Regions from separate parts of the Pan troglodytes genome. Here region 1 is linked to region 2. The links are chromatin contacts, called in public HiChIP or PLAC-seq maps. All regions are on one chromosome and are shown on one strand. The core of a region is the stretch at or near the end of the contact, and the rest is flanking DNA. Distances in the headings are between cores, read along the strand shown.

Region 1 (5,026 bases), core at 2,030-4,529, 400 kb after region 2:
CCCTGTGGTCACGGCATCCTGTGGTGTCCATGAGGTACCACAGCTCCACTCCTGGCTGGAACCCAGCACCCTCTGTGGGAAGCCAGCACTAGCTCTCATCCCCCATCCGGGAGATACCACCAGTCCTGGTCCCCTTTTGCCAACACCTGCTGGTCAGATGTCCCCCTACCCCCACCCCACTGTCCTCCAAGGCTACAGGACCCCTGCTTCTGACACAGTGGGCAACAAGCCTGGGTTTCCCTGCTGGCAGACGGCAGATCCCTCAGGAAACCTGCTCCACTTGTCAGGGTCTCTTCGGAGACCCAGGATTTAGGGTCACATGCTGCAGGCAGGGCTGTGGCCCAGCTGGGTCTGACAAGGACCCAGCTGTCACATCGTGAATATTTAAATGTCCTGTCACTACTGTCCCATTTTGCAAAGGCTGCTTGAGGCTTTAGGTGAACTAGAGGTGACTGTCTTGGTGATGAGGCCAGCATAGCGGCCCTCCCCCAGGCGACAAGGACCAAGGTGCTGCTAAGGCCACTCTAGCGCCCAGACACCCCAGTAGCTGAGCTCTGCTCCTATGGCTACAGAGCTGGGGCAGAAGCTGACCCCATTTCTGGAGGAAGATCCAAGTTTGTGACCGTCCTCCACTCCCCTCTATTGTCACTGTCCCCAGCTTTGCTCCAGTCTGTCACTTGCAGCCTGGAGCTCAGCCTCACCAGTTAGGTGAGGCAGAGATGGCTGCAGGGCCAACACTGGCAGAGCCTGGGAGTCCTTCGGAAGGGGACCAGGGCATCTGAAGTGCTCAGTGCCCCCACTACTCTGAGGCCGACTCCAGCTACTCTGAGGCCGACTCAATCTCTCGGCTGGAAGCAGTGTTTTCCCAGAGCTTGGCCCTTGCTGACCTCGCTCACTGGGCCCATCTTCCCACACTGCTTTTAGAAGGACACCCCTACCGGTAGCAGCCCCAAGCTGAGGGGGCTCCCTTTTTGACCTTCACTGGCCTGCCCTTCACTGTCTCCAGCAGGAGTTCCTAGGGCTTGGCCTGCCTTGCTCCAGTACGGCGGAGGCAGCCCTGCTTGTCACTGAGGAGCCCTAGACAAGGCCAATGGGTTCATCAATGCCCACTGGCTCTCTGCCAAAGCCAAAAAGAGGTGTCAGGCAGTCTCCAGCGTGCTGGCCGGGTCTCAGATGCCACTCCTGCTCACTGAGCCTGCATGGGCCTTGCCCCCGACCCTGTGGTCTCTGGGATTGGGGTCGGCTTACCCTGTAGCACAGACAGGGACTCCTGCTGCCCTGGGAGCTGTCTCAAGCAAAATCTCTTGTCCCAGAGGTGCCCATGTGGGTCCGCTGTGTCCCCTGTCATCATCCTTGTTTTTTCTCATTTTGGCCAAGGGCAGGCTCCCTGGGACAGGCAGGGAACAACTGCGGAGATATTAGTGATTCATAGGTTTGTACAGTGTTTTATACTTTGCAAAGCACTTTATTAGCTCACACCTGTCCACTCACATGAAACTCGTGTTAGGCCCTGGGAGGCCGACGGTAACTCTCACCGTGCCCTCAGATGAAGCACAGAGAGGTTGTTACTTGCCTGGGCCATCCAGTGGGCTGGCTGGGTCTTGTGTCCCCATCTGTGGACCCCTCTAGGGTCTGAGATGAGATGAGAAGTGTCTCCTGTATCCACCTCTTCCTGGCCTCCCTTCCCCCACTTCCTGGTCCCTGTCCACTCCTCAGGTTGGTGCTCTCACTTCTTGAAAGCTCTAGGCACCCCCGCCTCCCGCCAGGCTCCCCGTTGGCTCCTGGCAGGCCAGCTGAGAATGAACAGGAGATGGAGGCAGGCAGCCCAGGCTGCAGAGGTGAGGGATGTGGGGCCAGGCCCAGAGGGCTCAGCCTAGAGGCTTCCAATCTCAGATTCTCCTACCTGTGGTCATCTGTCCATCACCCCAGGACAGGGCAGACAGAGGGGCAAAGCACTGGGGGCCCCAGGGCCTAGCTTCCCCTCAGCCTGGGGGACATCACAGCATTTCAGTGTCAGTCACATTTTAAACTGATCAGCCTTTGTATAATGTTTTTTAAATCATTTCTAAATAAAACAGAAATACAGAGTGTGTCATTTCCCTGGGATGAGGGAACAAAGATCAGGTTCCAAGAGTAACCTTAGGACGCTCTGGGAGGAGAACCGGGTCCTTTGGGGTGTCTGGGAGCTGCCCACCCATCTCCTCTGCCAGACCGGCGGTCAGATAGCCTCCCTCTACAACAGGCTGGCCCTGGGGACCCAGGGTTATTGGGGTTCCAGGAACACAGCCTGATGATGCCTCCTTACGATCCAGGATGGGGAGCAGCCCCCCCAGGAGTATGGGGAGGGTCACTGTGGCACGGGCTTCTCCAAAGTCAAGGCCCCTGGTGCCATGACCTGGGACACATAGTCAAGAGCACGGTTATCAGCAATACAGATATTAATAAAAGGCAGACGAAGTCAGGAGGTCAGCAACTTTGCGGGCTTACCAGGAGGCCTGCCCTGCCTCTGGAAGCCAGCGACAGAGAGGGATGCCCCCGACCCAGCCAGCCGGAGAAAGGGATGGGGTGGTCACAAAGGTCTGAGCTGGGTCTGGGTGTAGGCTGGGAAGCAGGCTGGGGTGTAGACTGCGAAGGCGGCCCTGCCGGGACTTCTTTCCAGTCCCCGGCGACCTCTTCGAATTCTCTGCTATCTCTGGGGAGCCTCGGGTGGGAGGGGGTGTAAGAGACGCAGGGACGTGGGGAGAGGAGACAAGGCAGGCAAGAACCACAGGGGACGGCGGACAGACGGGCGACATCCTCCGGAGGACGCCGTCAGTACCAGGAAGTGCAGGCGATGAGGAAGCGCACGTCGTCCAGCGGCCCCCACGGGCTGGGCTCGGGCTGGGGCTGGGGCTGGGGCTGGGGCTGGGGCTGGGGCTGGGGCTGGGGCGGACGCCGGGGCTGTTCCGGGCCCTCCGGCGCCGCAGGCTGGGGCTGGGGCTGGGGCTGGGGCTGGGGCTGGGGCTGGGTTTGCGCAGGCTCCGGGGCGCCGCGGCCGCCGCTTAGCTGAGCCCCCATGGTCTGCAAGAAGAGAAGCCCTTTAGGTCTGGGTCGCCGGGACACCCCGCTAGGGCCCCGCCCCAGCTCTGCCCTCACCTCTCGCAGCCAGACCCGCGGGTCTCCCGGAACCCACCTCGGCGTCGGGAGGAGCTGGCGCCGTGACGCCACCGCGCACCGACCTCACCCTCCGTGCGTTGGAGCGGAAAGGAGGGACTCGACCCTGTGCTCCGGGGCGGGGCTCCGCGACCGTCCCCCGCCAATCCCGCCCCAGCGCCTCAAGGCCCCGCCCCGCGCAAGGGGACGGAATGCGCCCCAACAGCCTCCAAGGCGCCCAGGCCAGGACGACGCTGGGAACCCGCTGCCCCGCCCCACGCCCACCCAGGAAAGGACCTGCAACCTCCATCCACCTTAGTCAAAGAATGCCCCGAAGCCAGATGCCCCAGAGCTCTCACAGGGGACTTGCCCAGCTCAGGGGAAAATCGGAACGGACTCTCTGCCTTTCAAGGCCAGAGAAGACCGGCGCAGAAGTCGGGTGAAAACTGTGAGAACTAGACCGGGCGCCGTGGCTCACGCCTGTAATCCCAACACTTTGGGAGGCCGAGGCGGTGGGTCGCTTGAGTTCAGGAGTATAAACCAGCCTGGGCAACACAGTGACTTCGTTTCTACAAAAAAATAAACGAGGCGAGAGGATCGCTTGAGCCCAACAGGTCAAGGCTACAGTGAGCCATCCTTGCGTCACAACACTCCAGCCTGGGTGACAGAGGGAGACACTGCCTCAAAAAGAAAAAAGAAAAAAGGAGAACTGTAGTGGAGAGTGTTTCTTGCCCCAGGATGAAGCCTCACATCCTGATGGTAGAGGAGAAGGGAATGGCGTGTGTGGAGGTGGTGTACTGGGTTGGTTGTGTGTTGTGTTCATCCCACCCTATCTTCCCAGAATGCTGGAACAACTGGAGAGTGCAGGGATTGTACACAGGCTGAGGGCCTCAAACATCACATTCAGAATGGCCCGGAGGGAACTGCACTTTAATGGGGTGGCACAGGACAGCAGAACCCTCAGCCAGCAGCCACAGGGCCTGCCAGTGAGCACAACAGAGCAGGTTTTTGCAGTAATGATAGATCCAGGCGATAAGCACAGGTGGAAAAGGGTTGGGTGCCCAGCCCCTCAGTCCCAGTGAGCTCTCTGCCACCTCCCTGCCAGCATCCGGTACAGATTGGGCGGAATGTGGAGAAGGTTGGCCACAGTCCAGAGCCAGGAGCCCATGGAACAACTTGGAAGGTGACTCAGGTGAGGCTGAAGAGAAAGGAAAGCGCACGGTCAGTAGCTGTTTCACAGAGCCCACCTCACTCTCAAGGTGCCTGCCTCAGCCCTCATCCCCGGACCAGCTCTGACAAGCTGCTCAAGCAGCTACTGCTCTAGTATCCTAGCCCTGAAAAACCACAAAGATGAGGATTAGCAGATGCTCAAGAAATATTTTTTGAATATGCTGGCTCTTATCTGCTCAGCAGTGTGCAGATATGCTCTCACACTCGAGAAGCTACCAGAACAAACTGGTAGGCTCCCATTCTAGATGACATCTTTTCCCCATACTCTCAAAATGCAAGTTAACCCCCAACCCTGAGCAGAAGAAAGGAGAGGCCCCAGGTACCTGTCAATGAGGGAATCCCGCATGCTGGTGGCAATGGTGCTAGGCTGGGCTTCATTCAGCTTGAAGACACTCTCCACCACTGACAGCTCTGTGCTGGTTGTGTCCAGGCCACAGAAGGCACACCAGTCATTCACCACCATCCCAGCAGCAATCACCTCACTGCCTCGGTTCACAGTCCCCGCCTGCCAAGGGATGGGCTCAATGTGAGTCACGGCACCAAATTCTCTCCCTCCTCAATGAAGACTCTCCCCAAACCCTGCTCCTCCCTGACCTGCAGCCCCAGTACCAAACTGTGGCAGGTAATGACCCAGACTCCCAAACACTAGGCGAAAGGATCTGCC
Region 2 (5,035 bases), core at 71-2,570:
GTGGGGAATAGGTCTCCATATTCTGGATGTCTGGGTTCTATTCTGCTACCGCTCAAACACTGTGTAATCTTGGGCAAGACAATTAGTCTCTCTATCAGTTTCCCCATCTGTGAAATGGAAAGAATAATAGTACCCATTTTAGAGGGTTGTCATGAGGATTAAGTAACAGAATGGAAAGCGATTAGTATAGGGCTTGGCACCTACTCAATAAATGGCATCATCATCATCATCATCATCATTGCCTTAATCTGGTAGATTCATTCCCTCCAAACTCATCCATCCTCTCTCCACTCCGAACTTCTCCATATCCAAGGATGAGGGAGGTTCCTTCTTTTACGAGGTCTCTGTTCCAAACTTTCATTGTGAAGTCCACAGGAAGAGAGGGGGGCTGGTGAAGCCTCTATACACACATCCTTTCTCTTCCCAACCCCAGACCAGTCTCAGGGATGGCCTGAAGTGCTTGAAAAATCTACTATATACACAGCAGCTGCAGTAGCAACTATAGACAAGAGGGGGAAGCAGTGTGTCGGGAACAGCTCTGGGGTTTGGGTGTAGGACTTGGGAGAGAGGATAGGAAGGAGAGGGCTACTCAGAGCTGTGTGGTAAGAGTGCCCAGGGAGGGTAACAGTCTATCACCAAAACGTGTACCCATTGTCTGTGCCTTTCCCCACCCCAGAGAGTTCTTATCTCCTCAGTGATGTTTGTAGGGTCTATTACACTACCCTGAGGTCTAATCCCTCTGGTGGGACCCTTCCCCACTTGATGAGGTCTGCACCTTCTCAGTGATGTCCACTCCCACAGTGTAGTTGGCAGCTCCTCACTGGAGTTTGAGTCCTCTGGTAGGGTCCACGTCTCCTTAGTAAAGTCTATATCCTCTGTATCTCTTAGGGGAAATCCATGTCTCCTCACTAGGGTAAGTGCCCTTCAAAGCCATTCATGTCCTATTAGCAGGGCCCAGGGCCCTTCAGTCAGATCTGAGAACCCCCAGCAACATCTGTGCTCCCTTAGTGGAGTCCATGTACTGTCAGTGAAGTGTGTGTCCCTTCGGTGCAGTGAATATCTCCTTGATGAAAGTATCTGACCCCTTGGTGGGGTCTATGTCCACCCCAAGAGGTCTGTACTCCTTCAGTGGGCCCTGAGATTCCCGCCCTCCTCGGGATTGGGCAGACTCTCGGTCTCCCATAGAGAGATTTTTTTTTCAGCTTAGGGTGTGCAAGGTTTACGGTCAGCTGGGCAAAGAGCAGGGAAGTAGCTGGGAAGGGAGGCTGGGCTAGATGGCATCACAAGGCCTGTGTAGGCTTCAGGAGGTGGGAGCTGCCCGCTTCAGGCCTCAGAATCACTCTTGGAGTTAGATATTTAAGAATCCTTCCTGCCTTGACAGCCAGTCTGTGAAATGATGGTGAGGTGGGCACTTCTTCGTGGTGAGTGCAGGTGAGAGATGGAGGAGGGTCCTGCCTGACTTCTTTCTGGGGTGGAGGGGCTAGAGAGAAGCTAGAGGTAATTAAGCCCAGGTTGTGGTGGTGGTGGTGGGGGTTTCCCTTGGTGGAGTAAAGAGATTGTGAAGGAAAGAAGAGAATGTGGGCCAGGTGTGGTGGCTCACGCCTGTAATCCTAGCACTTTGGGAGCCCAAGGCGGGCAGATCACCTGAGGTCAGGAGTTCAAGACCAGCCTGGACAACATGGTGAAATCCCATCTCTACTAAAAATACAAAAATTAGCTGGGCGTGGTGGTGTGCACCTGTAATTCCAGCTACTCGGGAGGCTGAGGCAGGAGAATTGCTTGAATCCAGGAGGCAGAGGTTGCAGTCAGCCGAGATCGTGCCATTGCACTCCAGCCTGGGCGACAGAGCGAGAGACTCCATCTCAAAACAAAAACAACAACAATAAAGAGAATGTGAATGATTTTTCCTATTTGCACAGACTTTGATATTTTACAAGCCTTAGCTTCAAGCCTGACGAGGAAGTAAAACCAAATCTGGAGTCAAAGAACCTAGCTTTGGCCCTAACTTGGTCGTTATTTGCTCTCTGACTGTGCACCAGTTCCTTCCCTTTCCTGGGTTTGCCATTTGTGCAATTAGGAGGTGGGCTTATTACAAAAAACCTGAAGGTGTCTCCTAGTCTTCACTTATTGAGTCTTGTACTTTAGATCTGGATGGAGATTTGTGAAGGCAAGGAGATTGAAGACATGTCCTCATAAGAGGGAGAAAATCTGAGCTGGTTCCAGGGTGAACAGAGAGGAGATGCTGTCGCCAGAGCATGCCCTCAAGGTCATGGGAGAAGTTTTTCCGGAGGACGGGAATGTGGGTGTGGCTGAGAGAGGGGGGACCTGGAGGGAAGGGTGTCACCTGGAAGGAACTGGTGATAGGACTGTGCAATCAGATCACGGGGCGGCTCCGCGATGGACCTTACTCAACTCCTCTCCTTAGTCCATCCCTTTCCCTTTCGATCCTTGCCCTAACCCAACCCCTTATCTGTCACTCCAAGACCCCACCCCACTCTGGTCACTCCATGGCTCTGCCTCCTCTCCTGTCACAACCAGCCGGGTTACTCCCCATCACTCCATGGGCCCACCTCCTCTCCTGTCCCGCCTGGCCCCGCCCCTCCCTTGGCACTCCACGGTTCCACCCTCTCCCTTGTCACACCCTGCCCCGCCCCTTCTGCTTTCACTCGACGGCGTCACTCCTTCCGGCAAGTCAGCTCCACCCCTATCCCTCGACTTTTCCTTATAGTATTTCTGTCCTTGCTAACCTCGATCCCTCCCCAGCCAGACATGGCCCCGCCCCCTCTGGCACCGCCCACCCGCCAGACTAAGCCACTCCCCCACCCACCAGGCCCCGCCCCTCTACGGAGGCCCCGCCTCTAGTTCGGCCTGTTTTCCCAGTCCCGGCACCCGCCGCGACCGCAAAGGCGGCCGCGGTTCTAGGAACTTGACATGATGGGGCTTCCTGAGGAGCGGGGCCGGAGCGGCAGCGGGAGCCGGGGCCAGGAGGAAGCTGGAGCCGGAGGCCGGGCGCGGAGTTGGTCTCCGCCGCCCGAGGTCAGCCGCTCCGCGCACGTCCCCTCGCTGCAGCGCTACCGCGAGCTGCACCGGCGCTCCGTGGAGGAGCCGCGGGGTGAGGCCCGGCCCGGGCGGGCCTGGGGGTGTCAGTGAGGAGAAGAGTGGGGGCTCCCTGGGGGAGTCGGGGGCTCCCTTTGGAAGCTGAGGGGTGGGTGAGGAGATGGAGGTTCTGTGAAGGAAGAATTGCGGTTCTTTGAAAATGGAAAAGGGATTCCGGGAGGAGACGAGGGTTCCATGGGAGCTGGGGAGTTCCCTGCAGACTTGGAGGGTCCGTGGTGGAGATGCGGGTTTTTGCGAGGAGACGCGGGATTCCGTGAGGGAAGAAGTGAGGTTCCTTGAGATTGGGACGGGGAGGTCGGCCAAGAGAGTGAAAGTTTCATGGGAAGAGAAGGGGAGTTCCTGAGGCGAAAAGAGGGTCTCTAAGGGGCGACGGGAGCCTTGAAGGGAGGAGGGCCACGAATAGAACTTTCTTTGCTTCCCTTTCACACCAGCTCAGCCACTGCCTCCTGAGACCCTTAACCTGTGAACTGTTGAGGGCAATAACGGGTCTGGTTCCCATCTTGGGGTCCTCAGATTAGTAATGGAGTCCCCGATCTATTTTTAGTATATCGGACATCCTAATGGAAATTACGCGGTATAAGACTGAACGAGTTACTACGATGTCAAGTTGTTTTATTTATTTTTTTTAACTCGGGCTGGGATTGTATTAGTAATAATTCAGAAGTTCTGATAGATGGTTCCATGTCTGTTAAAATGTATGAGGAAAATCGGCCAGGAGCAGTGGCTCACGCCTGTAATCCCAGCACTTTGGGAGGCCGAGGCGGGCGGATCACTTGAGGTCAGGAGTTCGAGACCAGCCTGGCCAACATGGTGAAACCCCCGTCTCCACTAAAAATACAAAAATTAGCCGGGTGTGGTGGCGGGCACCTGTAATCCCAGCTACTCGAGAGGCTGAGACAGGAGAATTGCTTGAACCCAGGAGGCAGAGGTTGCAGTGAGCCAAGATAGCACCACTGCACTCCAGCCTGGGCGACAGAGCAAGACTTTGTCTCAAAAAAAAAAAAAGGTATAAGGAAAATCCCCCTACCCTTGCCCTCAGTCTGGGTAAAGGACAGATAGATAGATAGATAGATAGATAGATAGATAGATAGATAGTTTGTTTTGAGACAAGGTGTTGCTCTGTCACCCATGCTGGAGTGCAGTGGCCCGTTCTAGGCTCACTATAGCCTGCATCTCCTGGGCTCATGCGATCTTTCCGCTTCAGCCTCCTGGGTAGCTGGGACTACAGGTGGACGCCATGACACCCAGCTAATTTTTTGTATTTTTTGGAGAGACGAGGTTTTGCCATGTTGCCCAGGCTGGTCTTGAACTCCTGGCCTCAGGCTTTCCTCCTGACTTGGCCTCCCAAAGTGCTGTGATTACATGTGCATGAGCTACTGCGCCTAGCCAAGGAGTCAAAATTGCACCCCCATTGGGAGGCAGCATGATGTTTGGTTGTGGGACAAGCATGAGCCACGAATCAAATCCAGAAAAATCTAGATTTAGACCCTGGCTCTGCTGTTCATTTACTGTGGGGTCTTAGGCAAATTTTTAAGCCTGTCTGAGATTCCTTTTCTTCCATCTATAAGATAGGACTAGTAATACTTGCCTAATGGGTTTGTATAAGGTCTAAAGTGTGTAATAAGTATGCGCTATAACATGCCTGATGCACAGTACACATTCAATAAATAGTAGTTAGTCTGATACAATATAAATCAAGCAATTACCAAGTAATGCAAGACAGGATTCAATCAAGTGTAAAGTGGTGGAGTTGGGATTTGAACCAAGACAGTTTGACTGCAGAATCCATATCCTAATAGCAATGCTATTCCTCTTCCATGACCCCACAGAATGCATTTCACCAAATTCCGTCAGATACAGAATTTCTACCAGGGAAGCAGCCTCCTAATTTGTCCTCTCTTGCCTAGTTTCACCAACT

What was found. HiChIP or PLAC-seq counts read pairs in DNA pulled down with a chosen protein or histone mark.
Region 1: an H3K4me3 HiChIP or PLAC-seq map of stem cell-derived excitatory neurons shows a contact between it and region 2, with 4 times the contacts expected there. The contact joins the promoter of MMP24OS here to the promoter of ACSS2 in region 2. A contact is called at or near these places in 1 of 7 Hi-C or Micro-C datasets (stem cell-derived neural progenitor cells) and 1 of 1 datasets of contacts at active chromatin or transcription factors (stem cell-derived excitatory neurons).

What each region holds. Positions count from the first base shown.
Region 1 is chr21:41,510,752-41,515,777 of NHGRI_mPanTro3-v2.0_pri, forward strand. It overlaps MMP24OS (MMP24 opposite strand), which reads right to left and starts at 3,280. Exons shown (of 4, transcript XR_676210.5): 1 at 3,136-3,280. MMP24 (matrix metallopeptidase 24) reads left to right here. Exons shown (of 9, transcript XM_016937754.4): 9 at 1-2,085. It overlaps EIF6 (eukaryotic translation initiation factor 6), which reads right to left. Exons shown (of 7, transcript XM_001164516.7): 6 at 4,686-4,867; 7 at 4,042-4,330. The coding sequence ends at 4,321.
Region 2 is chr21:41,110,412-41,115,446 of NHGRI_mPanTro3-v2.0_pri, forward strand. It overlaps ACSS2 (acyl-CoA synthetase short chain family member 2), which reads left to right and starts at 1,321. Exons shown (of 20, transcript XM_016937745.3): 1 at 1,321-1,421. The coding sequence starts at 1,394.